Regions from separate parts of the Hordeum vulgare genome. Here region 1 is linked to region 2. The links are chromatin contacts, called in public Hi-C maps. All regions are on one chromosome and are shown on one strand. The core of a region is the stretch at or near the end of the contact, and the rest is flanking DNA. Distances in the headings are between cores, read along the strand shown. Region 1 holds the start of LOC123428159 (receptor-like protein 15). Region 2 has its middle 21 kb from the start of LOC123428157.

The links. Hi-C and Micro-C count contacts between places; a contact is called where the count stands out from the background.
Region 1: a contact with region 2 is called in a Hi-C map of leaf, with 4 times the contacts expected there. The contact joins the promoter of LOC123428159 here to the enhancer-like site in region 2. A contact is called at or near these places in 2 of 6 Hi-C or Micro-C datasets (leaf and seedling).

The regions. Positions count from the first base shown.
Region 1 is chr2H:636,259,336-636,266,837 of MorexV3_pseudomolecules_assembly, reverse strand. It overlaps LOC123428159 (receptor-like protein 15), which reads left to right and starts at 3,572. Exons shown (of 5, transcript XM_045112328.1): 1 at 3,572-5,241; 2 at 5,330-5,476; 3 at 5,567-5,788; 4 at 5,899-6,114; 5 at 6,199-7,502. The coding sequence starts at 4,863.
Region 2 is chr2H:636,161,212-636,168,084 of MorexV3_pseudomolecules_assembly, reverse strand. No RefSeq gene overlaps it. Among protein-coding and RNA genes, the nearest start is that of LOC123428157, 21 kb to the left of the region's middle. Within about 2 kb of position 1,909, at least 3 of the 3 cell types and tissues checked have open chromatin away from gene starts, as enhancers often do. A contact at or near this core is called in leaf and seedling, where this site is marked.

The DNA of each region.
Region 1 (7,502 bases), core at 2,323-4,822, 97 kb before region 2:
CGCCGGCTCCAAACGTTTCCCATTCAAGAGACTGCCAATCTCACACTGTCCTCCCTTATAACAGCATAATCGGTCAGCAAAATGTACTCATCGTCAAGGGCACAACTAGAAGAAAAGGTCACCGGGGTCAATACGAACAAGTAACACTAACGTATCCCCTCATAAACAAAATAGCAATACTATATAGGAAAGTGTCTTTTGGCTCCCGAGCTCATTTAAGCTCGGGTGAACGGTAAAACCGAAAAACGTTTGAATTTTTTTGAGACAAATCTTGTCAAAAGTTCTAAGTGCATGTAAAAATTTGGCATGAAATAAAATTTCTATAAAGCGTGGCAAAATAAATAAAATTGATACACTGAAAATGCGCATTTTCAAAGTATACATTTTGTTTATTTTGCCACGCCTTGTAGAAATGTTACTTTATGCCAAAAAAATTCATGCACTTAGAACTTTTGACAAGGTTGGTCACAACAAAAATTAGGATTTTTTAAAACTTTTTTCGAATGTTTTTTTACTTTACTGTTCACCCGAGCTTAAATGAGCTCGGGTGCCAAAACTCCACGTCCTACTATATACCACTATTAACATATTTATTAGATCATACCCTTTAAAGATCTTTATGTGATATTTAAGGACACCAATACATACATATACAATATGCAATTTATGCTAGTGTAAAATTCCATTCAAGAAGCCATGCATTTCTTGTATTTATTTTATTTATCAGGAAAACAAATAAAACTATAACAATATTTTTTCCCAGGAAGTATGATTCAGCTTAGCATACCGTATTGTTTTTAATAATACTCATTAATTTTGTATAAAAACAATATTATATTAATAGGTAGTAACATTATTGTGTCCTTAACTATGTAATAGAAAAATATACTCGTTAAGATTGTCCGTCGATAAAAAAAATGTAAAAGTTTATTACAAAGAAAAGAAAAAACGGTTGTGTAAGATAGGGGCAAGATTAACATTGATAAACTAATGTACCATCAGTTTGAACTGAATAGTTTGGACATATAATTTATATATCTCTACTTTTAAAGCAGAAGTTTGTACATCGTTTATTCGCTCTCATTTCCACATACACCCTCCCAACCTCTTACACATTCTCCCTCCAAACGACTTTTATTTGTGAATCGAATTTCGGAAGAAAAAAAATCACAACGGAGAAAAAACAGCTGAGTCAATAGGTTGGTTCTTTTCCTCGCACAACCTTTCTTACCAAATCAAAAACTTTCTATCTATTGTTTTTTTGTCTTCCTAATTCTCAATCGATGGTTAGGTTAACTCGTGTGAGCCGCCTCCTCCCATCACCATATGCCTCGCACGGTGTCGCCACCATCCCTGGTCCTATCTCTCGCGTTTTATCCTCACTGTAATTCCATTTGAACACCGACGAAACTCTGCCTCATCAGAGTAAGGCCCTTGGTGGTGGCGGCAATAACGGTGCCCAACAGACTAAATGGCGTGGCAGGCGGCAACACAAAACGTCTCGGTGCGGGGCACATAGATGGTGCTCGAAGTAGCAGTGTGCGCCAGTACGACTCGGACAACGGTCAGGTGTGCCGCATCCGGGTAACCCAAAAGACAGGTTGTGTTGATGTTTCAAGGGAAGGATGTTAATGTAGTAGTCATATTAACAGTATGACTTATATATGACGTAAAAGAAGATCTTATCCCTTTTCTCTCTGCTTAAATTTCATATAGGCAATGCAAATTGGTATCATATCCAAGAAGATGTTATTTAATTTCTCGATATTTAAAAGCAAATTGAGAGGTCGAGCATAGACCGCAAAGTAATCTTGCTACAATTGGATGTAGTGCAAGGAATTATGGTTTATGTAGGTGTCTTCACTGGAATTGGATGTACAACTATGAATATATTGAAAATATATTTAAATAATGTTGAACAAGTATTTAGAAACTATTGAACATGTATTTAAATAATGGTAAACAAGTATTTGAAAAACTGTTAAACAAGTATTTGAAAAATGTTGAACAAGTATTTAAAAAAAATGTAGATCATGTATTCAAAAATGTTGAACAAGTATTTAGAAAAATGTAGATCATGTATACAAAAATGTTGAACAAGTATTTGCATTATGTTGAACAAGTATTTGAAAATGTTGAACAAGTATTTGCTAATGTTGAATAAGTATTAAGATGGATTTCACAAATGTTGAACAAATATTTAAAAAAAATGTTGAATAAACGGTCAGACAATGTTGAACGTGTATAAAAAAATGGCACACTTAATAAAAACATGTTTTTGACATATACGAAAAACAAGCATAAGAAAAAAACAAAAATGAAGAAGAAGAAAGAACCAAAAAAAATTGGATAAGAAAAAAGAATTGAAGAAGAAAAAAGAAAATAAATAAAAATGAAAAAATATGCAAAAAATGGAGAAGAGAAAAGAAAAGGAAAAAAAACCCAAAAAAGTAAAAAAAATCCTGAAGAAAATCGTTCAAGAGCTTTAAGGAAGACACGCCCCTAGTTCTTATCCATGAAACGAACTTGGGCGTGGTGCGCGCGATTTGCGTGGATACCACGGTTCGACTCTCCCTTCTCGCATTCTTATTACTACTATTGGGGTCAGTTTTTTGACTTAATATTGAATAATTACTATCTAAAAAATTATAATCGTAAAAGATCTCGTTTCTTTCCTAGGAGTCGAATCAGTAGTGCATTTCAGAATTATGAAAACTTGACAATTCTCGTAATTCTAACCAATCCTTCAAAAGAAAACCTTTCATTTTAAACTGTTATCCCTATCGGACAACCAAATTGCGTCTAAATTATCACTCTAGCTAGGGTTGCAGCCGCAATCCGTCGACGACCGCCACCCTACTCCGCCGTCCCAGACCCCGGCCTTGGCCTCGTCAGATCCGCTAGCGAGAGGCTCCTACGCCGCCGCCTCTGACCGGCCGCCCCTTCTCCTCCTCTCCTTCCCGTCGGGCCGCCACTTCTCGACGGCGGCCGCCACCCTACTCCGTCGCCCCAGATCCCCGCCTCGGCCTCGCACTATCCGCCGGCGGGAAGCTCCTATGCTGCCGCCCCAGACTGTCCGCCCCTTCTCCTCCTCTCCTTCCTGTCAGGCCGCCACTTCCAAGATTTGCAGCTCGTTTTTGTTTTCATATTAGACATAAACTATTAGAAATAATCCAGTGTTTGCAATTCATCAATCATTTCAATCTAGGGACGTTTGAGACATTTCAACACACAACTCATACAACAATTATATGCTAGAATCACACAAAAGAATTGGACATACAATTCTGTGGTCAGACGAATCTACGGACAGTTTTCCAAAATTATGATTCTAAAGAATTATGAGGTGAAAAAAACCGACCATAGTGTGTGGGAAAAAAAGAACTTAAGCGAGAGCTGCAACTTGTGTCGCTTAAGGCGAAAAATTGTCGCTGCGCGTGTTGAGCGGCTAAGCAAACATCAGAAAGGTAGCAGTAAGGGCTCAACGGCGGAAGAGGCCCATCAGTACCATAAGCTAAAAAGAAGCCCATGAAATAATAATCCATGGGGCCTCGTTGTCGACCCACGCAATGCGGCGGAGGTTCCCTCAAGAAGAGAAAAAGAAAAATGCACTGCGGCGGAGGGGTTCACTTTCTGCCGTCGCCGGCGACCGGACGCAAGCGCCTGCAGCAGTGCGAAATCCCTGGGCAGGACACTGGGCCAGCAACCCACGCGCGCCTTCCTCAGCGGCCGGCACGTCGGCGGCTGCTCGCGGGAGGCTAGGGTGGCGGATGACGGCGCTCGGTCTTCCTCTCAGGTCTCAGCCATGGCGGCGATGCCTGTCGAATCAGCGGCGAGCCGCAACTGTGGAGGAGCGCTCCCGTCGGCTGTGGTCATGTGCTCCTTGACCCATCTCTCCTCGGTTCCTATTTCAAGGTGCATCCTGTTTGATTTCTTCTAAATCTCCGATTCGGTTTGTGAATTTGGTACTAAGTACAGTAGTACTCCTTAGATATCCCTTACTCAGGTTGTCTCACTTCGTAATTATATCATTTCCTGAGCCTGGTAGTCATCTCAAGGATCATGTGTGTGTGCCTGACTGTCTTAGCCCCCATATGATGATGTTATAACTTGAAAATGCCTTAGTCGGCAACTAATGCTCTCTGTGACTGATTTTGGGCATCCAACTGCCGAATGCTTTCTAAGAAATTTCAACCACATTTTCTGTGGATGATAATTATTTTTGCCATGGGGAGTGGTGGGGGGAATCTATGGACGATGACTTTTTTTCCAGGGAAAATCTATGAGTGATGATTGATGAGTGAAGTATTGGTCCAAGTAAACTGACTGTGTGTGCTAGGTCCCACTCCTAGTCAAACTTAGTGGATGAAAACTGCATGTCGGCACAACCCTAAAATCAGCTGTCACCATCTTTCGTCCCTCTAAGGTCTAGCCACTACAGCCCAACCTAAGTGTATATAAATCAGCTGTCACCATCTTTCGTCCCTCCAAGTGTATGCAGTCATCTGTATGAGGATTTCCTCACCACTTGGTATGTCATTTGGCGTTTATTTATAAATAAAGTGGGATGAAAGCCTGTTTCGAGGTATCTTAAGAATGCTTTGAAATATTATTTTCGACAAGATTTTCTGTGGATGATGATTATCTTTTGGTGGGGAATCTGTTGATGATGATCGAAAGTCTTGGTCCAAGTAAACTGACTGACTGTGAGTGCGAGGTTGCACTCCTAGTCAAATTTAGCTGACGAGTACAACAGTCAAATCACTCATCATCTTTCCCTCTAAGGCTAGCCACTACAGCCCAGCCTAAGTGTTTGTATATATGTACGCAGTCAGGGGAAGGGAAAGCACATTACCAGAGATATGGGTACTACTATATGCTTCCCATGGGGATCATTGCCTCTGGTCACATTTCTGTTATTACAGACCATGGTTCAGTTGTCCTCTGCCTGCTCCATGGAGGAGAGGGCTGTGCTGATGGACATCCGGTCTTCCCTGAGGAGAGCACACTCCATGGTTTCGCCTGATCTATGGGGGCACGATGATGATGAATGCTGCTCGTGGAAGACTGTGACATGCAACAATAGCACCCGACGAGTGACCCATCTCGACCTTTCCCTTATATATGCACCAACAGATGCTGGTTATTATTGGTATTTAAACTTGTCGGTGTTTTCTGCATTCCACGAGCTTCAGTCCCTAGATCTATCATTCAATTACGGCTGCTCGCTAAGCTTCGAAGGTTGCGTTTGGGCTACAAACTCTCTCTGAGAACAATACACATGTGTTGTCATTTCTTATTCTTATAGCTGTAACAAAAACACATGCAGGGTTAGTTGGACTACCCAGGCTTCGTTATCTTGACCTCAGTGGCATTGCGTTGGGAGGGGGTTTCCTGGAATTTATCGGGGCATTTGTTTCACTGGAAGTCTTAGCTCTCAACCTTAACAACCTGACCGGGGCTCTTCCAGAGGCAGGTGTAGAAGTGTACTGCTTATAGTAGGTACTGAGATCAAGGTTGACATTTCATATATCCTTAACCTTCTTGCATCCCTACTCCTTTGCAGCTTTCAATAATCTTCGAAACTTGCGAGAACTGAATATGTCTATGAGTGGCCTCAGCGGAAACCTCCCGGCATCGCTATTTGCACTTCCTCACCTAAAGATTTTAGATCTCTCAAACAATATCTTTGATGGGTATATTCCAATAAGTTCGTCCTCGCGGCCAATTTCCCTTGAAGTCTTAGATCTCAGCAGTAATCACCTCACTGGAATTCTCCCGATTACAGGTAAACTAAAAGGAATTTACTTATATTCCAAAAAGGAACTTCATGACTTCATGTTTCATACTTTCTGTTCATGGCACCTGTAATAATTATACTACTTGCATGCATCACAGCCTTTAAGAACATCAGAAACTTGAATTTGGGTGGCAACCTATTCAGTGGATTTCTCCCTGTGTCAATACTTGGACTTCCTTATCTGAAGTTCCTAGATCTCTCATCAAATCATTTTGAGGGAGGTTTCCCTATTAATTTTTCTTTGGAGCAAATTCCACTTGAAGTCCTACATTTTGATGGTAATAACATGAGTGGAGCTCTTCCGACTGAAGGAGGTAAATAATGAGCATTTTCTGCTTATATCATTGAAAAAGGTTTCCACTGTTTCTAATTGTTGTGTGATTTTCCTATATTCACAGCATTTGAAAATCTCCGGAACCTACGGCAGTTGTATTTGAGTAACAACCAATTCAGCGGAAACATTCCAACATTCGCATTTCAAAATCTCCGGAACCTACGGCAGTTGTATTTGAGTCACAACCAATTCAGCGGAAACATTCCAACATTCGCATTTCAAAATCTCCAGAACCTGCGAGAATTGTCTTTGAGTTCCAATCAATTAATTGGAAACATTCCATCATTATTGTTTTCTCTACCACATATTGAACTGTTGAATCTCTCATCAAACTTCTTCAGCGGACCAATTCCTATAAATCAATCTTCGAATCTTTCACTGTCACTTAAGAGTCTTCGATTGTCGCAGAACAAATTGAGTGGTAGATTTTCTTTCATTTGGCTTGCAGACCTCATAAAACTAGAAGAGATAGACCTTTCAGGCAATGCTAACCTAGTTGTCCATGTAAACATTCCTGAATGGACACCTCCTTTCCAACTGAAACAATTATTGCTCTCTGGTTGTGATCTTGACAAGAGCATTATTGCGGAACCACATTTTTTAGACACACAACATCATTTGGAGGTGCTTGATTTGTCCAATAATAACTTGTCAGCTAGCATGCCGAATTGGTTGTTTACAAAGGAAGCAACACTACATGAACTATATCTTGGAAATAACTCGCTAACTGGATCGCTAGACCCAATATGGCACACCCAGTCTTTTCTCCAGGTTATCAACTTACACATGAACCATGTCACAGGACAGCTGCCAGCCAACATCAGTTTAATGTTTCCAAGGTTGCTGATTCTGGATTTTTCTAGTAACAACTTCTTTGGCCACATACCTACTTCATTGTGCGAGATCAATTGCATGACGCTTTTAGACCTATCAAACAACAAATTTTCTGGTGAAGTTCCAGCTTGTGTGTTCACTAATTATCCCATTCTACTGAGCTTAAAGGTCTCAAACAACAAGCTTGGTGGTCTGATTTTTGGTGGAATGAATAACCTGTCCATTATGTCGGAACTGTACCTGGATGGTAACAAATTCGAAGGGGCGGTGCGTTGTGATCTGTCAGGAGGGACTTTAATGGTTATTGATTTGCATGACAACGAGTTATCTGGCAAACTTGATACGTCATTGTGGAATATGTCTTCCTTGAAAGTCCTGAATCTTGCTGGCAATCGTATAACTGGCAAAATTCATCCACAAATTTGCGGCTTTACCAGACTTGAACTTTTAGATATATCCAGCAACAACCTCACAGGGTCCGTACCAAACTGTAGCTGCATGTTGCTCCATTTCCTTAACCTGTCTGGGAATTCC
Region 2 (6,873 bases), core at 660-3,159:
CCTATTTTTCTAGTGCGTACTAGCAAACCAGTTGCTAGCTAGGCCAGCTGCATGCATCACAGTCACGGTAGATAGAAGAGAAACAATGAAAAACAGCGACCTTTTTCATCAAATACAGACCATAAAATACCCCTAAAATACGGATCCCAAGAATGTTTACCAGCATTGTTTGTTTCTTGTTGTAGATGATCAACCACAAGGGAGCTGCTGCCTGCCTGCCTGCAATTGCAAACCAGAAGCAGATTATGGATCGATTGTAGCAATGAACCCCCCCCCCCCCCCCCCCGCCCCCCCTGCTAGAAAACAGCAATGAAACCCCTTGATTCGACAGAACAAAAGGAAGCCAGAAGCAAATTTCAATTACCAATTTCATCAATTAAACCTTGGGGGCGGGACGGACGGAGGCGAGAAGAAGAGGTGGTCGACGAGTGACGGCGAAGGGAATGTCGCGGCTACTGCAGAGGAGGAAGAGGGGTTCAGCTTCCTTGTCGGCGAGGGATGCGGCCATGCCCCTCCGTAGGCAACCATGCTACACTGGATTCCGGTGGGCTTAGAGAGGCGGGATGCGGCCGTCACCAGCCATCGTCAAAGAAGGGAGGACGGTGACCCGACCGACCACACTACACTGGACTCGCTCAGGTCGCCTCGGCTTGGGCACATGTCCTATTCGCCGCTCATTGCGTCAAACTACCGACGCTTTGCACATACGAGCGACCGAGCAACGACGCAACGGGTAGGCCCGGTTTCACTTAGCTAGCCGGTTTGGGAACCTTCTAGGAGGTTCCTTGAGCCATTTTTTACCCTTTTTTTGTTTCTTTCTTTATTTTTCTGTTTATGTTTCTTTCTTTCTTTCTCGTTTGTTTTCTTTTTCTTTTTTTTCAAGGTTATTTATCTTTCTAAAACTAAGTTCATGTTCGAAAATGTTCTTAAAATTCGACAAATGTTATTGCTTTTAAAAAAATGTTCTAAATTTCAAATAATTGTTATTTTTCCAAAACTACATAACGTCAAAAAATGTTTGGAATTTTCCGAAAATATTTCGGATCACCAAAAAATGTTCTTGGTTTCGTTTTAGTTTTCCTTTCCTTTTTCTTATTTCATTTTTCTATACCTTTGGTTTGACCTTTTCAAGTTTTTGTCCTGAATTTCAAAAATTGTTCTCGTGTTCATTTTTTTTCACAATTTTCATTTATATATTCGTGCTTCAAAAAATAATCAGGAATTGCAAAAAATATACTTGCTTTCAAAACGTGTTTATATTTAAAAAAAATCATGTTTCGAAATTGTTCTTGTATTAAAAAAACTGCATGATTTTAGAAAAAATGTCCGTGCTTTGAAAAAAAACAGGGATTTAAAGGATTGTTTTTTTTCAAGAAAAAAATCATGATTCCAGAAAAATATTTGTGTTCCACAAATTGTTCTCACTTTGAAAGTTTCTTCACGATTTTCATAAGATATTCGTGCCTAAAAAAAGTCTCATTCTCAAAATTTGTTCATGATTTTTAAAAAAGCGTCCAGGAATTTAAAAAATAAATTTATTTCTTAAATCTTGTTCATAATTGAAAATCATGAAAAGATCTTATGAAACTCCCAAACAAAGTTGTAAACACAACATATTTTTTAAATCCCGAACCTTTTTTGAAGTTATGAATACTTTCTAAAAGATGAATATTGCAAATGTTTTAGAATTTTTGAATAAAAATAATCATAATAACATTTTTTGAGCTTCTAAACTTATTTGAAATTTTGAAGAACAAGAAAGAGAAGGAAAAGGAATTAATATTAAATAGAAAACTAAATAAATAACAGAAAAACGGAAAAAGAAAAAGTCATTACAGTCCCATAAACCCGCTGGGCCGGCCCTGTCGGGGGATGCCCTATACGGACCCCTGACCGGTTGCTGCAGTAAGCGACACATAGGTGCTCCCCTCGCTCGGGACGCCTCGGCTCGGGCACATATCTTTCTGGGCTGGGCTGGGCTGGGCCGCCATCTTTTCCTCAAGATCAAATCCAAATAAATAAAGAATTCATGCTTTCTTGTAATTTTGTTTTCAAAAGTAGAACTTGTAACAGACACGAGGTTCAAAATATCGTATATCGGGTTTGGCTTGTACATTTCAGATGTCGGATATCGGTGATATATCGAGGGAAATGTATCTGGATTTATTCTTATATTCTTGTTCAAAAATATATTTTTAGTAAAAACAAATGCATGGTGTCAACATCCTAGCATAACAAATTTAGTTTTTCATTTTTTGACCTTGTGAATTGATGAACTATTTAAGATAGATTAAATAAATCCTCACTCTAAGTTCAAGAACAATACGTTACATATGTGTTCTATGAAACATTATGCATGACTCTAATAATAAGATGAAGTTCTAAATACTTAGAAAAAAGATCACTAGTTTTTGATAAATAATTGTGTTCATTGATTTTTCAGTCTATAGCAGTGGTTATATCGGGTTAGATATCATCCATATCGGTCAATATTTCGGTCCATATACGATGATACGTGTGAAAATGATTGCAAAATGATATATTATTTTTATATCGATAGATCCCTAAAACTAATATATCAGTTTATATATCGATCATATCGTCCTATAATTTAAAAGTTTGAACAAAGAAGCACACAATCTACATAGAGTTTCATTCTCATTAGGGCAGGGTGGGCATACTTGGTTGGGTGAGCCCAATGACACCAATATCATCCCTTTAAATGGTTCCATCGAGCAATAAAATCTAGTGTGTTTTCCTAAAAAAGTGTCTCAAAAATAATTCCTATCTTTCCAAGAGCCCTAATAAGCAACTGCACCAAATTCGGAATGGATTGGTGTGGTTCCTCTATGCCTAGAACACCACCATATCGAACATGAACGAGGAAAGACATGAGATAAATATTGGCTAGTGATTGTGAAGCCCCAATTCTTAAGTGAAAATGACACCAAAGGCCTCTCCCCTCCCTCTCTATCTATCGAGATGGAAGGGCATTACTTTCTTTTGGTTTTTTAATCTTTTCATCAAAGAGTTGAACAATGAAGATAGATGACAAATGCCTGATCGATTTGATCAGGCCGTGTAGGAACAAGGGTCAAATCGTTTGTTTGTTAGGGTGCCTCGGATGCACACATCATTCCACTCCACTTGACACCTATTTAAATGACTCGTCTCACCGTTATCTTATCTTTTTTTCATACTTCTGTTGCTCCATCCCCGTATGGGTGGAGAACCCATCACTGTCTCGGCTCTGATACCGGAGGCTCTATTAGAATATCATCATAAGCAGGAGATCTAATAGGGTGGAGCCACTCCGGTCGTGCATAACGGTTGGTAAGTAATAACTATTTACATGTTTTCCTTTTTATGATTTTATTTTTTAGACCCTTTCCTTGAGCAATAATATGTGAACATTATATTGAAGTGCATGAATTTTCTAAATTTATTAATACTATAAAATGAATATTTTTCAAAATCCATAAACTTTTTAGCATTTTATCTTTAGCTTCTTTGATTTTTATATATTTTCCCTTTTTTATTTTATTCTGTTTATTTTCCTTTTGTTTTTTATTTACATTTTCCATCTTCATTTTTATCTTTTTAGCTTTCCATTTTTTAGTTTTATTTTCAGTTTCTTTTTTTAGCGATAATACCCGAACACTTGTTTAGAAGTGCATGAATATTTTGTGTTTTTTATATAACTATTTTTCAAACTACATAAACTTTTTTGCTAAAATATTAATGGACACAAAAGAGTTGTAAAAACTTAAAAAAACGAAACTTGATACATCTATACCTTCTATTCTACACCTCGTACATCACCTCCAATCAATCCATGAAGGGGGAGCGCTAGCAGAAGGGAATAGAGCAACCGACGTACGTCCTCCAATAGAGCCAATTCTATGTGGAGTGAAAACGGATTCTTAGAGATGACCACCTCCAACTGGTATACGCCACATATAGTCGATCCATATACAATACATATATCCACACATGCACATCATCACTACTGACCACTCTCGTACGTTAGAAATCCAGATTTACACCAGCAAAAAGAACCCAGATTTACAAGTTTATAAATAAGCTTTTTTTTTGGCGGATAAGTTTATAAATACACATGTTAATGGAGACAGCCTAACCCATTTGTGTTGTAAGTTTTTGCTTAAGAAAATTTGTCTTGCTCGTCCTCCATTGTCGCCACCCTATAGACATTGCGGCCAAATCCAATTTGACTATGCGTTAAATAGTCTTTTTGTTTGTTGGGACAATGTGAGAAATAGGTGGCGTTTCACGGGACCTCCTATTTCATACATTTTGCGTCAAATAGGCATCTGACGCATGCAGTGAATCCAGACTGGGCCGGCCCATGATGTAACGATTGCGTTCGTACTGGGCCTGCCCATCTTAGGCTTGCCCCCAACTGGGTTGTCCGAGCTTATTGTTTTTCAAATTACAGAACATTTTTTCAAATTCCGAAATATTTTTCAAATTACAGAACATTTTTTGGAAAAATTCCGAAACATTTTGATAAGAATTCCAGAACATTCTTTCAAATTCTGGAACATTTTTCAAATTTGGAAACATTTTTTGAAATTCCAGAACATTGTTTCAAATTACAGAACATTTTGTTAAATTTTCGAACATTTTCTAAAATTCCGGAACATTTTTCAAATTCTGGAATAGTTATTTAAATTTCTCACATTTTTCCAAATTCCAGAACATTTTTTCAATTTATAAAACTTTTTCAAATTCCAGAACATAATTTCAAATTCCGAAACATTTTCTGAAAATCCAGAACATTTTTGAAACATAAACAGAAAAAAAGAAACAAAAAAAAAATAATAATAACTCGGATCAAGAAATCTTCTAAAAAGTTTATAAAACTAGAAAAAACAGGGTGAAAAAAATCTAGAATGTCCCCAAAACCAGCTGGGCAATGCTGGAAGTGCGAAGCCTGGGCAATTCGCCGCAACGAGTGGCGAATAGGATTTTCCGCGTTTCATTGGCGGATCATCGCCTGCAGCGCTCCCTAAATGGGCCAGCCAAAGAAATGTAGACGCATGGGACGCTGCTATGTTCGCTGGCATTTCCTATTTAGTGCTGCAGGCGCAGCTAACCGGCGCCTGCAGCCATATTAGCTGAGCTCGGCCCATTTACGTCCGCCTCTCCATTTTAAATACACGAAGCCTTGATGTCTTCACGCACGTCATTTTACCTTATCAACGTTTCCTCTGTTTCTTCTTTTTTCATTTTTCCTTTTTTCTGTTTTTGTTTTCTTTTCTTTTTAATTTTCCTTCTTTCTTTAAAATTTAATGAACTTTTTTAATCCGTCCAAAATATTCAAAATTTGATGAACTTTTTCCAAGTTCAGTGACCTTCTTTAAAATTTAATGAACTTTTTTTAGAAAATCCGATGAACTTTTTTCAAGATTGATGATTTTTTCCCTTTGACTTTTTATTTTTTCTTCGAAATGGTTAACTATTTTCAAACTTGATGAGCTTTTCTAAATTTGGTGAAACTTTTTCGAATACAATGAACTTTTTTTGAATTTTGTTTGAAATGTTTAGAAAAATTCCACCGAAGTTTTTCAAAAAATTTAAATCCTTTTCAGATTTGATGAACTTTCAGAAAAACGATGAACTTTTTTTTAAACCCGTTAAACTTTTTTCAAATTTGATGAACAATTTTAAAAAATGGATGAACTTTTTTCGAATTTGATGAAACTTTTTAAAGATTCATGAACTTTTAAAAAAATTGGTGAACTTATTTGGATCTTGTGAAAATTTTCAAATCTGTTAACTTTTTTCAAACTTTTCTTAAATTAGAGATCTTTTTGAAAATGTGTGAAATTTTATTCTCAAATTGAAGAATTTTCAATATTCGTGATTTTGTTTCTGGAATATGTGAGGCTTTTTTGAAGGAAAAAATCATGAACTTTTAAAAAATCTGTGAACTTCCAGTTTTTGGAACAACGCGGCTAGAGTAGTTTTAAAAGTTTTCGAGGTTCGGTTGATTACTAATAGCTTCTAGTTCTAGAGAAGATGTGGCAGTGAGAGGATCTGAGTTGGAGTCTTCAAAGACGCAATCATTTTCTTTAGGACTTTTGCGCTTGCGTTGCGCGTCATGGGTCGGCCCATGAAGGCGATGCAGCGAGCGCCAGTTGGCTTAGTTGGCTTAGGAAGTCCCATGTTCGCTTCCCTCTGATTTCTGGTTTGTTTCGATATTTTCCATATCTCTTTATGCTTTTATTTATATTCTGTAAATCATAAAAAAAATATTTATGATTAAATGTTTATTCATCATTAAAAAATGCTCATGAAATATTTAGAAAATATTGATGACTTGGACAAAAATATCTGTAGAACCATCACTGGTTGCAAAAAAAATGTTTGTGATACGTTTATAAAAAAATATGCAGTGTTAAATGTACGATCACGCAACATTTATTTTGTGAATGCCATTCAAAAAAATGAAGGCGATGCAGCGAGCGCCAGTTGCCTTAGAGGGCGCTGAAGGCGCGGTATAGGAAGTCCCATGTTCGCTTCCCTCTGATTTCTGGTTTGTTTCGATATTTCCCATATCTCTTTATGCTTTTATTTATATTCTGGAAATCATAAAAAATATATTTATAATTAAATGTTTATTCATCATTAAAAAATGCTCAGGAAACATTTAGAAAATATTGATGACTTGGACAAAAATATCTGTAAAACCATCACTTGTTGCAAAAACAATGTTTGTGGCATGTTTATAAAAAATATGCAGTGTTAAATCGCAACACTTATTTTGTTAATGCCATTCAAAAAAATGAAGGCGATGCACCGAGTGCTAGTTGGCTTAGAGGGCGCTGAAGGTGCGGAATAGGAAGTCCA